Linked DNA regions of Ovis aries: region 2 is linked to region 1. The links are chromatin contacts, called in public Hi-C maps. All regions are on one chromosome and are shown on one strand. Each heading gives the region's core, a stretch centred on a gene start, on an enhancer-like site or on the middle of the called end of the contact. The rest is flanking DNA. Distances are from core to core; before and after follow the strand shown. Region 1 overlaps CRACR2A (calcium release activated channel regulator 2A). Region 2 overlaps CRACR2A (calcium release activated channel regulator 2A).

Region 1 (6,429 bases), core at 1,627-4,126:
AGCCCACCAGGCTCCTCTCCATGGGATTTCTCAGGCAAGAATACTGGAGTGGGTTGCCATTTCCTTCTCCAGGGGGTCTTCCTGACCCAAGAATCAAACTCATGTCTCCTACACTGCAGGTGGATTCTTAACCACTGAGCTACTTGGAAAGCTGATAAAATAAATAAGCTGTGGGGATATAATATACAACATAAGGAACATGGCAAATAATGATATTATAATAATTCTGTACAGGGACAGATGTAGGCTTATCATGGTGATCATTCCATAAAGTACGCAAATACTAAATTACTACCTACTGCTTTTGAACTATGGTGTTAGAGAAGACTCTTGAGAGTCCCTTGGACTGCAAGGAGATCAAACGAGTCAACCTTAAAGGACATCAACCCTGAATATTCATTGGAAGGACTGATGTTGAAGCTCCAATAATTTGGCCACGTGATGCGAAGAGCTGAATCATTAGAAAAGACCCCGACGCTGAGACAGATTGAAGGCAGGAGGAGACAGCAAAGGATGGGACAGTTGGATGGTATCACCGACTCAGTGGACATGAGTCTGAGCAAACTCCAGGAGATGGTGAAGGACAGCGAAGCCTGGCGTGCCGCAGTCCATAGGGTTGCAAAGAGTTGGACACAACTGAGTGACTGAACAACAAAAACATCGTACACCTGAAAATAACATATTATGGTGTTAATATACCAATCATATTTTAATTTAAAGTTTTGAAATATACACCATGCCTGCCCATGTGAATGATCACTGTAGAGGGCATTTTTACGTCCAGCTTTATTTATTTATTTTGACTGTGCTGGGTTTTCACTGCTGGGTGGGCTTTTCTCTAGTTACTGTGCTTGGGCTTCTCTTTACAGTGCCTTCTCTTGTTGCAGAGCGCAGACTTTCCGGTGCCCAGGCTTCAGCAGTTGCAGCTTGTGGGCTCAGCAGTTGCGGCTCCTGGGCTCTGGAGCACAGTCTCAGTTAACTGTGGGGCATGGGCTTAGTTTTTCTGCAGCCTGTGGGATCCTCCCAAACCAGGGATCGAAGCTGTGTCCCCTGCACTGACAGATGGACTGTTCACCACTGAACCAACCAGGAAGCATCTTCACGCTCAGGTTTTTATTTTAGTCCACTGTGCCAGGAAACTTGCAGGTTTGGTTTGGCTCTGGAACCTTGCATTCCATTCACTTATTTATAAAAGACCCAATTTATACCCTGTTTCACGGTGCCGCTGAAACCACTAAGTAGAACATGTAATAGAAAGAAAAAATGGAACAGGAGTAAAAGGCTGAATTTCATCCCATTTCTGAGATCTCAGGCAACTCGTAGAATCTTTTGTCTGGACGCTGGGTTTCTGAAACATAAAATGGGGAGAATTTTCACTGCATTCCTCTCTCAGGCTGTTATGGAGAACAAACAGAATAATGTGTATGAAAGTACTTTTTAACTTTCAAGAAAATTTTATTGAGGAATAATTTATACACAATTAAATTTGTAGAGCTTACGTTTTTCCAAATGTACATACCTGTTTTTCATATGTACAAAGTGAGTTTTTCCAAATGTACACAGAGCATAATGCATGCGTGTGCATGCTAAGTCGTTCAGTTGTGTCCGACTCTTTGCGACCCCGTGGACTGTAGCCTGACAGGCTCCTCTGTCCATGGGATTCTCCAGGCAAGAGTACTGGAGTGGGCTGCCATTTCCTTCTCCAGGGGATCTTCCTGCCCCAGGGATTGAACTCCCATCTCCTGCAATTCCTACACTGGCAGGCAGATTCTTTATCACTCTTATAGAATGGCTTCAGGCCCAACTCAGTCCTCGTGGACCTGGTGCAGCTGGGGGTAGATGTCCCACACGTACTCAGATTCACCACTGCTGGGATGGACAGGAGGGGAGGCAGGCTTCCGGTGGAGAAGAGGGACCCTTGGACTGGCGTAGGCAGCACCGGCATCTCCAAGAGCGATGTGTTCAATTTGCCCAGCAAGGCTGGGAGTCAGCACTTCGCAGGACAGACATGATTTTCTAAAGAGCAAATCAGGGAGGACACTTTGCAATTAGAGAAGCGGCAATGGAGGCAGGAAAGTCAGGGTTCTGGGGAGAGAGGAGGAACTGCTGACTGCAGGGATCGGTCACCACGTCACACGTGCAGGCAGCAGACCGGGCCAGACGGGTCCCTGACTGCCTCTCTATCACATGGAAACAACCCTTCCCACTCGTCACCCTCAGACCCACTCCCTTCTGGCAGGAAGAGGGGGCTTCACAGCTCATCATGGCTGTGCCCCAGATCCTACAAACCTCAGTCTTAGACTCTCCAGAAATATCAAGAGCTCGAGTGTTGGGCAGGGGGGAGGGGGAGGCTTGCCAAATGCTATGTGCACAGAAAAAGTTTATCATCGTTTCTCAAAGTAATAAAGAGCCTCCCTGAAGAGCGATCTTTCAATGATTGACTTTTGACTCCATTTCTTCTAGAATGCATTTCTCAGCTATATCAACTCCGTATTGGGCATTTGCTCAGTTGAAGAGCCCTCAGCATTCTGCACATTTTTTGCACAATAGGCTTTATAACATCCTGTCTTGCTTACCCAATACCTTGGCAGCAAGCAGAATGCATCTCATAGCCTTGCTCCAAGAGATGTTTTCACCCAAACCTTCGGTTTTTAGGTGCAAATGCCTCTCTGAGTCAATCTATCTCCCTTTTACATGATGGTGTTTTGGGCTTCCTTCCATCCTTGGGAGGAAAAAATGTACTTTCCATCTGTACCAGTTATTAATTTCACATCTTTCCGCTCCACCCGCCTCCCCCAGCCTTCTCCCGCTTTGTAATACTGGAGCTGGACTCTGCAGGCTAGCTTTCCTGTTGCCAGCTGGCTGGCCCTGAGGTTGGACAATAGGAGTGTGGGCGGGGCGATGCATGGTTGGGAGAGAAAGAAGGGCCTTTTTCTCCCCCTTCCCTTTGTCTGTTTTTCAGAGCAGCAGCAAGCAGGCACCCCAGTGGCGTCACAGGGGGGTGGCAGGCTGCCCTCAGCCACCAGCTCTGGGCACCTTCGTCCTCAAGAGCATCACCATCGCCGTGCTGCAGGCAGCATGCTTCCTGACACAGGGACCTCCCCTCTGGGGTCTGAGGCCAGCGGGCATGTGGGCTCTTTACTCTGAGCTCTGAAGCTTCTTCCTTGTCCACTTTTCCCTTCATCCTCTACCCCTTAGAGTTCTCTTGGAGCCCTCTCCAAAGTGCCAGTATCTTCTACACTGAACAAGTCTTCCAATTACATTTCCCTCTTCAAACTTTCTGAGTTTTTTTTTACAAATGCTAAAACCACCACCAAATGGAAAATGTTACGTACTCGACGACCATGAGCACATACCCCCAGGCCTCCTGGAGGCTGAGGACTGATAATGTTCACTCCTGTGACACCACCCTGGTACCACCATCAGCCCATCAGAGAACTGCACAAGCGGATCGTGTACCCTGGATCCCCACCTCCCTCACCTGGCCTTTAAAGATGCTTTCTTGAGAACTCCGTTAGGGAGCCCAAGTGTTCTGAGCACTAGCTTTCCTGGACTCATTGCTTGGCACCTGCAATAAACGCTCCTTTCCTTCTTTACAACCTGGTGTCGGTAGATTGACTTTACTGCACTCAGGGGAAGGGACCGAGTTTGGTTTCAGTAACAAGTTAAGTTCTGGAGATTGCAGTCTTGGGAAAGTAGAGGGAACACAACAAGCCAGAAGCCTCAAGCAGTAAGAGAAGTAAGGCATTTTATAGTTTAAGGGAACATGAATATAAACATTATATTTTCAAAGTGCATGGACATCTCGGTTCAGTTGAGTCACTCAGTCGTGTCCGACTCTTTGCGACCCCATGGACTGCAGCACACCAGGCTTCCCTGTCCATCACCAACTCCCAGAGTTTACTCAGACTCAGGTCCATTGAGTTGGTGATGCCATCCAACCATCTCATCCTCTGTTGTCCCCTTCTCCTCCCGCCTTCAGTCTTTCCCAACATCAGGGTCTTTTCAAATGAGTCAGTTCTTTGCATCAGGTGGCCAAAGTATTGGAGATTCAGCTTCAGCATCAGTCCTTCCAATAAATATTCAGGACTGATTTCCTTTAGGATGGACTGGTTGGATCTCCTTGCAGTCCAAGGGACTCTCAAGAGTCTTCTCCAACACCACAGTTCAAAAGCATCAATTCTTCAGTGCCCAGCTTTCTTTCACACCCATACATGACTACTGAAAAAACCACAGCCTTGACTAGATGGACCTTTGTTCGCAAAGTAATGCCTCTGCTTTTTAATATGCTGTCTTTGTTGGTCATAACTTTTCTTCCAAGGAGTAAGCGTCTTTTAATTTCACAGCTGCAATCACCATCTACAGTGATTTTGGAGCCCCAAAAGATAAAGTCTGTCACTGTTTCCACTGTTTCCCCATCTATCTGCCATGAAGTGATGGGACCAGATGCCATGATCTTAGTTTTCTGAATGTTGAGTGTTAAGCCAGCTTTTTCACTGTCCTCACTTTTATCAAGAGGTTCTATGATCACTTATCACATTCATGAGTCTATACGCGCACATACGTACATGCACACAGACACATATATTGAAGACAGGCTGACAGTGAGTGGCTCTGCCACATCCGTAATGCTTAGAAGACCCCATACAATCCCCTCTGAGGAATCTCATCTCATTCACCATGATCTCTAAATACTGTGAATTGATACAGGACATCATTCTTAACCAGAGGCTCGAGGTCACAGGAAAGAATGAAGAGTGGGTGCTGACAGCGCCAAGGCTCTAGGAGGTAAAGATTCAATAGAGAACAAGAACAGCCCTTGAGAAGTTCTGCTGAGACCCCCTGGAAGGGTGTGAGCGAATCCTGGCTCAGGGATGCTAACCCCAGGGCGCCCTCTGGTGGAGCTTAGTGGCTACTGCCAGCGTGGACCTGCGTAAGGTCAGAGTCAGGACTATCCTTTCTCTTGTTTGAGGTCTCATAGGACCCTTCCCTCCCATGCCTCCACCTCCTCACAAACGCACAGGACTCCACCCCTGCCTTCTCGAGCCAGGAGAGTCAGGATTGTTAGGAGAATCCCAGAGAAAGCCTCCCTGGCCAGTCATTCCAATCAGTCTCTTCCCTCCCGCACCACCCAGAGCTATGTCCCTACCTTTCTGATCCAGAGGTAAGGATACCTGTGGGGATTCAGCCAGGTGAGCAGTCGAAGACTGCTGCTGTTCATTCACAGACTTGTGCTGAGCCAAGGAGGCACTGGGCACTGGGTTTGACCTCTGGTACTCACAGCCCAGGCTGTGTCCTAACTCTCAGCTGTCCCACCCATGCAGCCATCACAGCTGGGAGACCCGTGTTGCTTTACTGATGGGGCAGCCGAAGCACAGAGGGGCCACACGGCCTGCCAGTGCTCCTGGCAGGATGTGAACCCAGAATGCCTGGCTCCAGGGTCTATACCGCTAAATACCATACTGTGCCAGATACAAACATATAGCGTACGCCTCACTCACAGAGAACTGAACAATCTGGTGGGTGTTATTTCTGAATTCCACTACTCTTCCAAAGCGGGGACCCAGCAATCCCACAGCAGCACATAAACCCTGGAAAGATCACAATTCAGAATGACATAGGTACCTCAGTGTTCACTGCAGCACTGTTTATAGTAGCCAAGACGTGGAAGAAACCTAGATCTCCACCGGCAGCAGACGAATGGATAAGGAGGTTGTGGTGCGCATATACAATGGAATATGACTCAGCCGTTAAAAGGAGCAAAGTTGGGTCGTTTGTAGAGGTGTGGATGGACTGAGAGCCTGTCACACAGAGTTCAGTAAATCAGGAGAAACAGACGATTGCTTTCAGCTGATTTATTCGATCCAAGAAAACTGTATGTAAACTAAATTATACTTTCTTGGTGAATATGGCAAGGAAGGAATCTGTAGGTTTCTAAAAAAGGAGTCTCGCAGACCAACATCATCTTTGGTCAAAAAGTAAGAAACTCGCTGGGAGAACCCAATGCACAAGGCCCCGCGGTAGTGCACACCACCCGTTTCAGCGTTGCTGTTTCTGCCGTAGCAGCCACACCCATCACAACCTTGGTGCTCTGTGACAGGCGTCTGATCACCAGTTCTTGCAGTGCATTAGTGACCAGAGACAAGAACAAATCAGCTGAAGGAGAGAAGCATAAACCATTACGTCGGGCTGTCGGCAGAGATCCTGCTGCCCGTGGTTCAGAGGCCAGAATGCAAGAGATGGAAATGGGCTCTGCAGGTGGACGCAGCGCTGAGACCCACGCGGGCCAGCCAGTAACACACATACACACATATCAGGGCTCCAAGCACCCCTTGGTCACCCGGCCACCCTCATCCTGCCGGACAGCTGGAAACCTGCCTGCTCTTTTCAGCCAGAGCAGGAGCGGGCATAGGGCCAGCTGGGCTTGGG
Region 2 (6,429 bases), core at 2,281-4,780, 45 kb before region 1:
TTATACAAGGAGACTGCTAAAGAATCCAGCCCTGGAAAACAGCCTCTCAGATCACTCTGTCTCAAAGGGGCAAGGGAGGACTCCGGGTACACAGGAGTTCTTACTGAAAAAATAAAACTTACAGTCAAAGATTAAAAGATTACTACTAATCACACACACACACACACACACACAAACCCCAGACATTTTAAGTTAATGAATTTAGCCCGTTTCTACTGTCTGAGAAGATGCAAGAGATGGGCTCATTGAAATTATCCCTTTGATATGCCTCTTAACTATCTAGGGCCAGTATCCTGGTTTTTCTCCATCCTAAATCCCCTCAGCGTGCACCACAGGGAGCCGCTGCTGTGGCTGATGACTTGAGGGTTGCAATATGGTTGTTAACTGAAATGGCAGGTGACATTTTTTATTCACAGGGTGTTGGAATCTCAACCCCATCCCACACCTCCAGGAAGGAGAGAGAGGCTGGAGCTTGACTTAGTCACTCGTGGCTAATGATTTAATCAATTCTGCCAACATAAAGAAGCCCCAACAGATGGGGTTCGGGGGGACCTGGAGGATCCTAGGATCTTTCCCTTACCCTGGGCATCTCTTCCATCTGACTGCTTCCCAGTTGTATCCTTTGTAACAAAGGGTGATAAGTAAGGCACTTCCTGAATTCTGTGTGCCCTTCTAGAGAGTTAATGAACTTGAGGAGGGGACTTGAAAATTTGTGGTGGGTCAGACATTGGGGTGTATGCTCAGGCCCCCTGCAGTGGCCACTCTCTTGCTCTCTGTACATCCCCTTCTCAACCAGCCCCTGGTTGAGACTGAGTCCCCACTGTAACTGAGACTGGTCACAGCCATACCGACTCACAGGACTGACCTTCCCTCTTACTGTTGCTGTCGTTCAGTCTCTAATTCCTGTCTGATTCTATGTGACCCTAGGGACTGCAGCATGCCAACCTCCCATCCTTCACTGTTCCCAGAATCTGCTCAAACTCATGTCCATTGAGTCGGTGATGCTACCTAACCATCTCACCCTCCGCCGCCCCTTCTCCTTTGCCTTCAGTCTTTCCCAGTGCCAGGGTCTTTTCCATTACTAATTGCCCCCTGCACTTCTCCAGTAGCATACTGGACACCTTTCAACTCAGGCGGCTCATCTTCTGGTGTCATATATTTTTGCCTTTTCATACTCTTCATGGGGTTCTTGCAGCAAGAATACAGGACTGGTTTGCCATTCCCGCCTCTAGTGGACCATGTTTTGTCAGAACTCTCCACTATGATTCATCTGTCTTGAGTGGGGCTTCACTGTCAATTCAATTCTGAGACTAACGCAGACCCCACAGGGTAGGGGCTCACAAGCCCTCAGAATTGAATTGACAATCCAAGGACACACATTTGGTGTTGGAAATAAGTGTTAGAAAAAAAGATACCACAATATTTCACAGCTGGTTCTCTGGGGAGGGTGGGGGAGAGCCTCAATTTGCAGCTTCTGCTTGTTGCTATGGTGTCAATCTTCCCACCACAAGTGATGTCAACCCACCAACCATCAGCTCTCACAAAGAAGGGAAAATGGTGAGGCTACTGTTTCTGCCCAGGGTCTCCTGAGAGGGTGATCTGTGAGTCCCCACTGTCTACCCAGGTGACAATGGCTGATGACTCTGTAGACTGTATTCCCAACCTGAGACTTAAAGGTCAGGGTATGTTTAAGATCCCCCTTCAGTTCTGGCCCTCTGTCATCTCCGACTCTTTGCAACCCCGTGGACTGTAGCACACCAGGCTTCCCTGTCCACCACCAACTCCTGGAGCTTGCTCAAACTCATGTCCATTGAGTTAGTGATGCCATCCAACCATCTCATCCTCTGTCATCCCCTTCTCCTCCCACCTTCAATCTTTCCCAGCATCCGAGTCTTTTCAAATGAGTCAGCTCTTCACATCAGGTGGCCAAAATATTGGAGTTTCAGCTTCAGCATCAGTCCTTCCAAAGAATATTCAGGACTGATTTCCTCTAGGATGAACTCTCAAGAGTCTTCTCCAACACCACAGTTCAAAAGCATCAATTCTTTGGCGCTCAGCTTTCCTTATAGTCCAACTCTCACATCGTACATGACTACTGGAAAAACCATAGCTTTGACTAGATGGACCTTTGTTGGCAAAATAATGTCTCTGCATTTTAATATGCTGTCTAGGTTGGTCCTAACTTTTCTTCCAAGGAGCAAGCATCTTTTCATTTCATGGCTGCAATCACCATCTGCAGTGATTTTGGAGCCCCCAAAATAAAGTCTGTTACTGTTTCCATTGTTTCCCCATCTGTTTGCCATGAAGTGATGGGACCAGATGTCAGGTCCCATTAGTTTTCTGAATGTTGAGTTTTAAGCCAACTTTTTCACTCTCCTCTTTCACCTTCATCAAGAGGCTCTTTAGGTCTTCTTCACTTTCTGCCATAAGGATGGTGTCATCTGCATATCTGAGGTTATTGATATTTCTCCCGGCAATCTTGATTCCAGCTTGGGCTTCACCCAGTCCAGCATTTCTCATGATGTACTCTGCATATAAGTTAAATCCACCTTAGCACCTGGGAAAATGTGTTTTTCCCAAGCTTCAGAGTCGCACAGGTGGCCTGCCCATCATTTATGCCTGTGCCCCCTCCTTGCCCCACAGCCCTGGGCAGACCCTCTGGCGGGACCGGAACATAGATGAACAAAGATGACGCTTCCTCAGCACCCACTGCTCAAGATTAAAATATTTAGCTCAGGAGACAGGCTAGTCTGGAAAGGAGAGTTTCCCTGTTGCATATCAGATTACTCTTTACTTCTTCAACACACAGTATCAGGGAGCTTCAGACAAGTCACCCCACCTTCTACAGCAGGCTCTTACTGCAGAGGTAAGAATGCCAGGTCCAAGGCCACAAACAGGCTACTCAGCCTCTCTGAGTCCCTCTGTCCTCACCTGTACAATGAGGGCATGAGTAACACCTATGGGTGTCAGCTCCTGTTACTATTCTTATCACTCTGTTGTTGTCATTTAGTTGCTCCGTCGTGTCTGACTCTTGTGACCCCATGGACTGTAGCCCACCAGGCTCCTCTGTCCATTGGATTCCCAGGCAAGAATACTGGAGTGGGTTGCCATTTCCTTCTCCAGGGGATCTTCCTGGCCCAGGGATCGAACCCATGTCTCCTGCACTGGCAGGCTGATTCTTTACCACTGTGCCACCAGGGAAGCCTGTTCTTATCATGATGAAACCCAAATTGGCTTCCTCCACCCCTGATACAATTCTAACAAATAAACTCATAGACAAAACAACAACAACAACAACAAAAAAAAAACAACAACAACAAAACCCCCTCAGAAAAGACACAGTCAAGAAGCGCAGAAATCTACCACTGAAGGCCCAGCGGGAGAGGACCTTATGACGTGACCTCACCCTCCCAGGCCACTGGGAAGGACACCTGCCCCACCAGCCCGTTTATAAGGGCAGGTTTATGGGAACACCTTTGAGAGGGCGACTCACCACTCTAGCTGCTGTGCCTTTCGCAACTGCTACACCGCACCTCTTCTTCCCTTGAATTAGGTCCAATTTCCTTTTCCACCTCAAGGGAGACAGGGAACAGCTGTCTCTACCACTGTAAAACAACTCTCCCAAGTCTGGACAGCTAATGTTCAACAGCCCCGCTCACACTTGTCTTGCTCTATTATAAGACACATTAAAGGCCTTGATAATGGTTTGGGGTCTCCATGAGATGGCTGCTGTTCACCCTCATTCTTCTCATAATTAGTGGTTGTAAACCACTTTGAAGATAAAAGGTGTTTTATAGGAGCTAAGTCCTGTTATGATTAGTCTTCCAATATTTCCTTGCTGATGAGCACATCAAAGCCAACCACAGGCTCAGCATGAGATCTGGTGGTTAATTAGATGTATTTCAAGGCGGCTGGTATATATTAAAGACATCGCTGCAAAATGTATCAACATTAAAAAAAAAAAAAAGTGCCTGCTTTCTTCCCAACAGAACAAGCTCTCTCCAAAGGCTGTCAGTGCTGATGCCGGCCAGACGGGCAAAGACCACGAGCTAATATATCCTCTGATCCTGAGAGAGAATGACTGGATAATGGCACCTGGCTTTGTGTAATGTCTCTATTGTTGTCAAGAAGGTTCTGGGCCCCCGACTTCTTTCACTTTGTTTTCACAATCATCCTGTGATAACGGGCAAGTTAACAGGATCCCCATTTGGCCAATGAGGAAGCTTCAAAGTGGTTTTAGAGGCAGAGGCATCAGTGTGGTACAGCTGAACACGGTTATGGATGCAGTTACCCAGGCAACACTACAGATGCTCCACCCACATCCCTTCCAACATTTGTGCACTACCCAACCCCCTCCACTGCCCCCACCTTTGCCCTAGCTCCCTGCACCTGGGACTCTTAGAAGGCCGACCATTGGGCTTCTGGAGTTACTCTCTCTTACGGGCAGAGCCAGGAGTGCCTGAAGTTTCCCAGTCACCCCTAAATAGCTCTCAGCCGATGCCTGCCTGGTGCGGAAGTGGGGAAGCCCATTTCCCAGTCTCCAGCTGACATGACTCTGAGTTGGGTTTACACTCTTATGGAACCAGGCTGAGGCTGGACCTCCGTCCCACATCAAACCCTTGGCTTCCTCCTCTCTCCTGTCCTGTGAATCACTCCTTCACTAGGTCTTCCTGGAGCATTTCCTTAATACATCATTTGACTGAGCATAATCAAGCAAATCACTCTTTCGGGGCCTGCTTCTGGGCAACTCAGCCTAAGACAGCTCTCTCAACTCAGCACGAATGAGAATGTTCTGCATGTTTTCTGTTAAATACGTGCTCCCAGATCCCCTTAGTTCCAGTCCTTCCCTGCCAAGTTTCAAAAGCAGGTGGAACATGATAATCAAAGGGAAAATAGGGACTTAGAGTAAAGAGCTAAGAGCTTGGGGCATCAGGGTGGACACAGGACTGTTTTCCACCTGTCCCATGAAGGAGGGTCAGATGGGACACTGAATATGAAAGTGAGCAGTGATGTTTGTACACAAAGGTAGACATGCCCTCATCATTGCTATGGGAGAGGGAGGAGATTAGAGGAAAGAGGATGGAGAGATGGGTCATGCTCCATGGGGAGGTGACTTCTATCAGTAACAAGTACCTAGGCAGCAGTGTCCCATGGAGAGGTGCTGGCAAAGGTTCCAGACCCTTCTGCCCACATGTAACTACAAGGCGAGAAGATTTAGGAAGAGTGACAAGCTTTCTCATCCAGAGGCCTCCTTTAGACAAACTTAGGTGATATTTTACTTGTTTCACCAACTTCCCCAATGGGCTGGGACAGATCTCTGTCATTTGATGTTTAAGCAATTGTGTTGTCATCATATCCTTGATGAAAATAGACATTCTCAACAGAATACTAGCAAACCAAAAGCAACAGCACCGCTGCAAAGATCATGCACCATAATCAAGCGGGATGCATGCCTGGGTTATAAAGTGAAGAGTGAAGTCACGTCCAACTCTTTGTGACCCCACGGACTACAGCTGACCAGGCTCCTCTGTCCGTGGGATTTATAAGGATAGTTCAAATTATACAAATCAATAATGTGACTCACCACATGAATAGAATGAAAGATAGCTCTTCTAGGATCATCACAAGAGATGCACGGAAGGTACTGGACAAAATTCAACATCCATTCATGGTTAAAAAAAAAACTCTCAACAAATCGGGCACGGAAGGAACATACCTCAACATAAGGATTGCCATACAGGACGAGCGCACAGTTAACTTTACACTCAGTGGTCAAAAGTTGAAAGCCCTTCCTCTAAGATCAGGAACAAGATGCGAGTGTTGACTCTCACCACTCCTACTCAACACAGCGCCAGCAGTCCTAGCTGGAGAAAGCAGGCAAGAAGAAGTAAAAGGCAGACAAATCAGAAGGGAAGACGTAAACGTGTGTGTGTTGATGGCAAAACTTTATGTACAGAATATCTTCTTTAGATTTCACCTAAAACCTGTTGTGCGTGTCAGTTGCTCAATCATGTCCAACTCTTTGTGACGCCACGGACTGTAGCCTGCCAGGCTCCTCTGTCCATGGGATTCTCCAGGCAAGAGTACTGGAGTGAGTTGCCATTTCCTTCTTCAGGGGATCTTCCTAACTCAGGGATTGAACCCAGGTCTCCCACATTGCATGTAGATCCTTTAGCATCTGAACCGCCAGGGAAGCCCTAAAACCTGTTAGATCTAACCAATAAATTCAGAAAAGTTGTAGGAGTCAAAATCAGCATGCAGAAGTCAGTGGCATTTCCATATACTAACTGTGAATTATCTGGAAAAGAAATGAAGCAAACAACCTCAATTATGGTAGCATCGAAAAGCAATAAACTACTTAGGAATAAATTCAACAAAGGAGGTGAAACATCTGTGCACTGAAAATTATGACATTAATGAAAAATTATA

The links. A called contact is a pair of places that touch in the nucleus more often than the background predicts.
Region 2: a contact with region 1 is called in a Hi-C map of blood, with 2.4 times the contacts expected there. The contact joins two enhancer-like sites. A contact is called at or near these places in 5 of 16 Hi-C or Micro-C datasets (blood, hypothalamus, liver and 2 more).

What each region holds. Positions count from the first base shown.
Region 1 is chr3:212,000,353-212,006,781 of ARS-UI_Ramb_v3.0, reverse strand. The region is part of intron 1 of CRACR2A (calcium release activated channel regulator 2A); the gene reads right to left. Among named protein-coding and RNA genes, the nearest start is that of CRACR2A, 19 kb to the right of the region's middle. Within about 2 kb of position 2,876, at least 12 of the 54 cell types and tissues checked have an H3K27ac peak or open chromatin away from gene starts, as enhancers often do.
Region 2 is chr3:212,046,137-212,052,565 of ARS-UI_Ramb_v3.0, reverse strand. All of the region lies in intron 1 of CRACR2A (calcium release activated channel regulator 2A), which reads right to left. Among named protein-coding and RNA genes, the nearest start is that of CRACR2A, 65 kb to the right of the region's middle. Within about 2 kb of position 3,530, at least 3 of the 54 cell types and tissues checked have an H3K27ac peak or open chromatin away from gene starts, as enhancers often do.